Regions from separate parts of the Hordeum vulgare genome. Here region 2 is linked to region 1. Evidence: chromatin contacts called from public Hi-C data. All regions are on one chromosome and are shown on one strand. The core of a region is the stretch at or near the end of the contact, and the rest is flanking DNA. Distances in the headings are between cores, read along the strand shown.

Evidence for each region. Hi-C and Micro-C count contacts between places; a contact is called where the count stands out from the background.
Region 2: a Hi-C map of leaf shows a contact between it and region 1, with 5 times the contacts expected there. The contact joins the promoter of LOC123443144 here to the enhancer-like site in region 1. A contact is called at or near these places in 4 of 6 Hi-C or Micro-C datasets (leaf and seedling) and 1 of 1 datasets of contacts at active chromatin or transcription factors (embryo).

What each region holds. Positions count from the first base shown.
Region 1 is chr3H:105,162,958-105,166,737 of MorexV3_pseudomolecules_assembly, reverse strand. No RefSeq gene overlaps it. Among protein-coding and RNA genes, the nearest start is that of LOC123439623, 48 kb to the left of the region's middle. Within about 2 kb of position 2,372, at least 2 of the 3 cell types and tissues checked have open chromatin away from gene starts, as enhancers often do. A contact at or near this core is called in leaf and seedling, where this site is marked.
Region 2 is chr3H:105,390,354-105,394,141 of MorexV3_pseudomolecules_assembly, reverse strand. LOC123443144 (signaling peptide TAXIMIN 1) reads left to right here and starts at 1,766. Exons shown (of 2, transcript XM_045119425.1): 1 at 1,766-2,098; 2 at 2,204-2,840. The coding sequence starts at 1,965. The coding sequence ends at 2,327. It overlaps LOC123443143, which reads left to right. Exons shown (of 8, transcript XM_045119422.1): 8 at 867-1,183.

The DNA.
Region 1 (3,780 bases), core at 1,123-3,622:
GTCACGATTTTGTACTACCTCACCATCCCGCTTTTCTGTCCCTTCGGACCTTGCTTCACTGTTTGTCTCGGTCTGTTGTGGCTGCATAGCGTTAAAATGAGAGCTTTGATTTGGATTGTAAGGCTCTCCACTTCTACCATGGCCCCTCGACCATGGCCCCCTCTGCTCTGATTTGGTGCTGAGGTCCCCCTCTAGCCGGTTTGAACCGGACATTATCGTCAAATAGGAAATCACACCATTTAAAGGTGGACCTATCATGCTCCCCCTCGCCACACTCCTCGTGCCAATGGCCAAACTCGCCATAGTTATAAGAAAAGGTCGGCAATTTCTCGTACTTGACTTGGTACTTGACACACTAATCCCCTTTATTTCCAATGAAGAACCTCTTGATCTTTGCATCGATGTCTATGTTTACCCCGACTTTAACCAATTCTCTAAAGAAGCACGCTAGGAGCTTTAATTTCAGCTCTTCAACCTCTTCGATCCCTCAAGCCAAAACCCTTCAACGCTGGCTCGGTGAGGAACTTGTCTGATAGGTGGTGAATCTGTGACCGCATAACAAGCTTGTCGAGCTTTATTATATCAGGGTTCTTGAATCCATCATAATCCTTCAAGATGAGCACGTGCTTCGTGAACAACCATGGCCCCATGAACATTGCCTTCTTCCAGTTTGCAAGACACCCGAATTGAGTCATGAATAGGTTGTCCCTTATCTTCCTCCACACACTACTAGTTTTGCAGGGTTCTCGACCGCCCTCCTATCGCCATATAGAGCATTAGGGCTGAAAGATTTTGGAGTATGAACACGCGCAATCACCAGCCACTTCGCTGACTCCATCATGTGTGGCAGCTCCTCCTCCCAGATGAAGTCATCTTCTCCCTCTTCGTGAAATGTGAGCCGAGCGAGAAACTCTTTCGCTGACTCTTTGCCATTCCTCCATTGTGATCCACAACCCTGAGCCATCGTCAAACAAATGCAATCTCGCCGCCAAACACCACTCTGGTAAACCCTCGTCTATGGCCAGGTAGGATCACCATGACTCCTCACGGCAGAAGCACACACGAGGATGTAAAGATTCTGGCGGCAATCGCCTGAAGATATCGAAACCCTAGGGTTTTCGCCTAAGGGAATATCCCGAGGGAGCTCCAATTTTGCATGCTCGGAAACCATCCAAATCCCAACCAGCGCTCCTAACACAGGCCCTTTTGGGTCGGCCCATGTATGGAGCGGGAAGCCCCCTATTTTTATAATGTCGTTTTTCTTGCTTTTGTTTTTTCTTTTCTGCGCATTTCTTGTTTCAACTAATTCAGGATTTCCAAAAAAATGTGAGATTTATTACAAAAGAATCGAAAAATGTTCACGAAGACCACTAAATATTCATGGATTCAAAATATGTCTCCATTTCATAAAAATGTTCATATATTAAAAAAATCTTTATGTTTTTTAAAATGTTCACACAAAAAAAAATTCAGGATATTTAAAAACATGTTCTCATATTCAGAGAAGTTCATCAATTTGAAAACAGATGTTTGAGAATTCAAAGAATAAACAAGGGAGATTCTTAAAATCTTCAGAAAAGCAAAACTAAAAAATGAAATTCAAAATTATTCATCACTTCAAAAATGTTCACTGACTAAACAAATGTTCATAGATTAAAAAAATTAGTTGTCAAAACAAAACAAAGTCAATGAATTTAAAAAAACAGTCCTACGTTTGAAAAAAATTCATGAGATCCAAAAAATGTTCGGAATTATGAAATTTGTTCGCACTTTGAAAATTGTGGTCTGTTGTAATTTTTTTGCAAATTTAAAAGAAAATCTAAGTTTAGAAAGGTAAAAACTTACCGACGGATTATAACGGCCGCGGCCGCCACCTTCTTTACATGACGGGCGTCTTTCGAACACGTTTGTGCAACATAGGATTTGTTTCAGAAGCATATACCATGTTACGGTGGTCTACAATAATACTATATTTTGCAACAAAATATCTATAACAAATACAATTCGGTAAAAGACCTGAGTTACAAAAAAATCGCATCAAAACCTCAATTGCAAGTTTTGTTTTCGCAACAAAGCAGTTGCTGCAAAAAACTTCTACAACAAAACCTATATTACAGAAATAATTTTGCAACAAGACCTATGTTGCATTAATAGAGGCCAAAGGAACATAGAATTTCTAAAAGGGAAAGAAAATAAAGACAAATGGATAATCAGAAAAAAGGTACAAAACATTGTTTTTAGTAAAATGATCTGAAAAGGTTTTAGAATCTTCACTAAACCGGAAAGGTATAGGTGGGCCAGCCCAAGCTTACGGAAAAAGGATCCTGGGTATGCGCTCCTATTTGTGACCTCCTATCCGCCGCTTGTTGCGGGAACTGCCGAGCGGACGCACAGGGGTCGCCCCGACTAGGCCGACCCAAGTTAGCCACCAGTAGCGAATGTAGAGACCATAAAAAAAAGTTAGCGACCAGCAGTTGAAAAATCTGAAACATTTCAGTAAAATTATCAGAATATTTGTTCTAAATTTTAGCACATTTTTTCAAAATTTGGAACATTTTTTTAAATGACGGAATATTTTTTCAAATACAAAACATTTTTTCGAATTCTGGAACATATTTTAAAATTCCTGAAAAACAAATCTGGAACATTATTTCAAATTCCGAAACATTTTTCAAATTTTAAGACATTTTTCAAATTCTGGAACATTTTTTTAAATTCTGGAACATTGTTCAAATTTTCGAACCTTTTTTCAAATTTCAAAACATTTCTTTTGAAAAATTGTAAACATTTTAATAAAAATAACAAAAGGTTTTTTAAAATTTCAGAACATTTTTTAAGTTTCGGAACATTTTTTCGAATCCGAAACATTTTTTCAAATTATAAAACATTTTTTTAAATACCTGATATTTTTTTAAAATTCTGAATCATTTTTCGAATTTTGGAACAATTTTCAAATTACGATACATTTTTTGAAATTCTGAAACATTCTTTCAAATTTCAGAACATTTGTTAAAAATCCAGAACATTTTTAAAACAAAAACAGAGAAAAAAGAAAAAAAAGAAAAAAGAAAACAAAAAAAAACCGGTTCAGGGAATCTTCGAGGAAGTTCCTGGGCCGGTCCATTACCAAACGCAGCTTGGGAGCTTGCGAACCCTCGACATTAAGGACAGTAAAACTGCACCTATTCCGTGCCCTCTCAGGCCATTAAATGTCTGAACCGTTCGTTTTCAAGATTCCACTGTTTTTGGCCGTTGGATGCACCTGAATCTCTCTTTGCTCTGAACGTGACCACGACCTGGGCTTGCTGCCCGAAGGGCAGCTATTCCCGTAGCTTTTTCGGACCATTGTGGTTAATTAGGCCACGCAGCCCATCTAGTGAAGCCGTCGAGACAAAATAGCGCTGGAAAAAATCTGCTGCGAACAATGGGGTCGTGCTCCTTTCTCCTTAACCCTAACCATCCCAGGCAGCGGCGGGGAAGTTCCCGTGGACGAAAGAGACGGGAGCGTACATGACAGAAAGGTCGAGCGAAGCACTCCAACGCACGACGTTGACCTCGACGAGCATGTCGATTCGTCGTGTGATGTCGTTCGCTAGGGTGCGGATCGATGGGATGTCCTTGCAGGCAAAGCCAATGGACGATGATAGGGGAATCCAATCGTCGCTTGTAGATTCGACTCCAGTCGCCGTCGGTTTAGGGATAACTCCTGACTCCGGCAGTTATAGTTGGCCCTTTAGTCCTTCGTCTTCTACATTCTTCGAGTGTTCCCTCCTTTGAAAA
Region 2 (3,788 bases), core at 517-3,016, 230 kb before region 1:
GGGATCAGGGACGCGCAAAGTTTGCTTAGACCATCCTTAGCCTCAAAGTTTTTGATGGACTACAATCCATAATTAGGAATGCAAGTTGGGCAGGGCATACCCTGACCCATGCTAGTTATTTTGCTTCACAACTAACACAACGACTACGGAAAGCAATTAGCAGGACGTGAACCACCAATTGAATGAAATGGATGGATATTTTGATTGACCATTTGCATGCCTTTCCCGGAATAATGATCCTGAAAAATTTATAGCCTAATATATATGTATTGCACAAGAATGACATGTACATTCTCTTTTAGGCATGTGTATTGCACAAGACGCAACATGCAAACCTCATGTAGTGTTTTTTTTACTTATTTAGTATTGAGGCTTCACTAAAGATTCATTTGTTGGCTTCATTCTCAAATGGGATGTGTGTCTGGTGCCCTTTGTTCGGTTAACTAAAGTAGGAAAGCATTTGCGGTAGGAGACTCTTCTATTGTTTTTGGGGTAAAAATAGAAAGCATTAGCTCAATACCATTGCAGAGGTATAAATTGGTGAATACCATCTAATTTAAGGATGCTGTGTGGGGCCTGAGGCCACATGTTAGTGACAACCTTGGATGCTATTCTCTTTGTGATCTTTGTAATGATACCGAGCAATATTGCCCTCAAAAGTAAGCTTCTGGCATCAGGATGAACACAAATCCAGTTTGTTGTTTCCTTGTCACGTACACATCTGTTTCTCCATTCAATGGGCTGATGACATGACAGACGACACGCAATGTAACAAATTACGTAGACCTGTGCTGCTAAACACCAATTTCTGTCTTCAGCTCAAAAGATGATGATTCAGTTGTGTATTTACTTTGGTGAATGCTTAGGGTACCTGGAATTGTGTTTGCCAAGTTGCTGCCCCAAGGCAACAGATGTGGAAACGCCTCAAATTTGTGCGGTCCGTGCTCTGTACAGTACATAAAGACTCTTATCAGTTGGAGGCATAATTTGCTGCTGGGAGGCGAGGTGTTGTTGGCCTGAGCTGCAAGAGCTGAAGAACAATGGACAACATGGTAACCAGTTCATGTCATTTTCAGTTCAGTGGAAAGCCAAACGTCTCACATTCTGTGATGTATCAGCGGATGTGTGTTACAGTTGACCACGATGCTATTAAATCAATATATATGATATTGTTGATCCGATCCGATCCCTTGTCACCCTGAAAGTTCAAGCTTTACAGTTCTGAAATTCTGTCTCACTGAGCTTTCCTCCTCCATTTTGTAGTTATTCCGATTTTGTCAGCGAGCATTTGAACCTGTTGAGATGGGATGATCTGGCCAGCGGTGTGTACCGGCTGTAGAATCCAAATGGCGCGTGGGAGCCGGTGGCGCGACCGCAACCGCCACGGGCGATCGTTCGCCGCCCGCTTCCAACCCCACGCCGCCGTGTCATACCATGATTAGTCCAAGCCTCCAGAGTGAACCCACCCGGTGTCGCGCCGGCACGCGTCCCCGGTCGCCGGCGTCGTCACGCATCCCCCCAAAGCGGAACCGCCTCACCGGTCAAACGCCGACGTCGCACCAACACATCTGGTCACCGCACCGGGCCGTTGCAGCTGCCCACGGGTCCGGTCCTTCCGAGCAGCTTCTCTCGCCATCTCGACCGTCCGTTTGCCCTACGGACGGCCCGGGATCGCCCCTGCCGGATTTCCTCGCGGCCGCCTGCCTGCCCGCCCGCCCACTGCGGCGCATTATTGCCAGCCTTGCCGCACGCGGATGGACAAATCAAACTCGCCGCGCCGGAAAGCGACCGCAGAGCCGTCCCGTCTCCTCTCCTCCCTGGTGCTATATAGCTACTCCTGCTGTGTTTCCCACGCCTAACCACCCCGACGCGTGACAGCCGCCGGCGCCGATCTGACCAGCCTCCCTTCGCGTGCCTCGCACCAGTCGCACGCACCCCGGGAAGGGGAGGAGGATCGGAGGAAGATGTGCTGCTGTTGCGGCGGCGGCGACCGCGACCACGACCACGGCTGCCGGCCGCTCGGGTTCCTGCTCGGCCTGCCCTTCGCGCTCCTCGCCGTCCTCGTCTCCATCGTCGGCGCCATCATCTGGATCATCGGGTACGTTTCCTCCTCCTCCTCCTTCTCCTTCTGCGATTCGCCGCCACCAACCTGGCTGTTGGTCTGATGTCTGATGCGATCCGCTGGTGCTGTACTGTGACACAGGCTGCCCATCTCGTGCATCTGCCCCTGCTGCCTGTGCGTGACGCTGCTGCTGGAGGCGGCGGTGGAGCTCGTCAAGGCGCCGCTCCACGTCATGACGTGGTTCACCTCCAAGATACCCTGCTGATCCCTCGTCAAGGCGCCGCTCCCCGTCATGAGGGATCGCTCGCCCCGTCTCTCGCTCATGTCTTAGCCGGCGTTGCACATGTCCCGCGGATTCTTGTTTTTATTTTCTCTCTCGGAACATATGTTCGGGGATTGATCGGCGTATATTCCTACCTGGCTGATGATTCCTGCTCGTTCTCCCTTTGGCTCGATCGTCTGTGATCCGTTCCGGGATGTTTGAGGATTGTGACTTTACTTTTCGTGACTGTTAGCGGCTGCCGGGGCTCTGTTTCCGTCGGTTTCTTCGCATGGTACAGTATTTGTGTGCGATTGATGTGGTGGATGCGATGCCTACTGTCTGCTCTTGTGGATGTTGATCACTGGGATTCTGACTTAACTGGGCGTTTTGCGTGCCAGTTGCTCAAAGTTTCCACTGTACTTCCTTGAAAAAAAAACAGGTGGTTACACTGAGGAGGTGTTTGGTTACCGAGATTGTAAATGTAATTTGATTACAGCGGGACCAGTTGCCGTCAAATCGTGTTTGTTTCACCGCGGCTGTAATCAGGTCCCATCATTATACAAAATTGATTACGTTCCAAATGGGCTGTATCGGTCTGTTACCTGCTTCCCGCAGCCGCACAAAGCCGCTCAAAGGGTGCGAGAGAAAAAGAACATCGACAACCACAATTCGCCAGCAGTCGGCATGCTTCGCCGGCGTCCGCTGCTGCGCAAGATCCAAAGAGTCTGTCGCCGGCGTCCATTGTTCGCCAGCCGTCAGCAGCTAGCGGCACGCATGCTTTGGATCAGACGGCGTCCGTCGGAGCGCGAGATCCTGCTGGCTGCACCGCGCCGGAGCGCATGTTGAACTGAGCAGGCAGCAAGGCCGCAGCAGCTGGTGGCGCGGGAGGACCAAGCGGCTGAAAGGGAGGAGGATAGCAGGCGAGCGAGGGCGGCAGTCTTCGGTCGGGGAGACTGACGCGTTGGTGAAGAAGAGAAGGAGCGATGTTACGCGCTGGTGCAAACCAAACAAATTGAGAAATAATTCGTTACACCCTCTAAAACGCTGCGATCTGATTACGTTACCATTTATATTAGTCCCTCCGTTCCAAAATATAAGACCTTTTAGGGATTTCACTAGGAGACTACATACAAAGCAAAATGAGTGAATCTATATTCTAAAATATGTCTATGTACATCCGTACGTAGTTTATAGTACAATCTCTAAAAGGTATTATATTTAGGAACGGAGGGAGTACCATTTTTGTTGCCAAACACCTCTTGAGGGGTTACACTGAGGTGATTGGCAATTCTCCGTACGTGGTCTACGAGATTTTTTTTCAGTTTAGCTGCACGTCAGTCCCCTGAGAATGGAATTTGAGTCGGCCGATTTTGTGGAGAAGGAAGCAGCTCCACAGGTTTGATCTTGTCTACTACTCCCTCAGTCTTAAAATAAATGTTACAAATTTAATATAATATTAATACA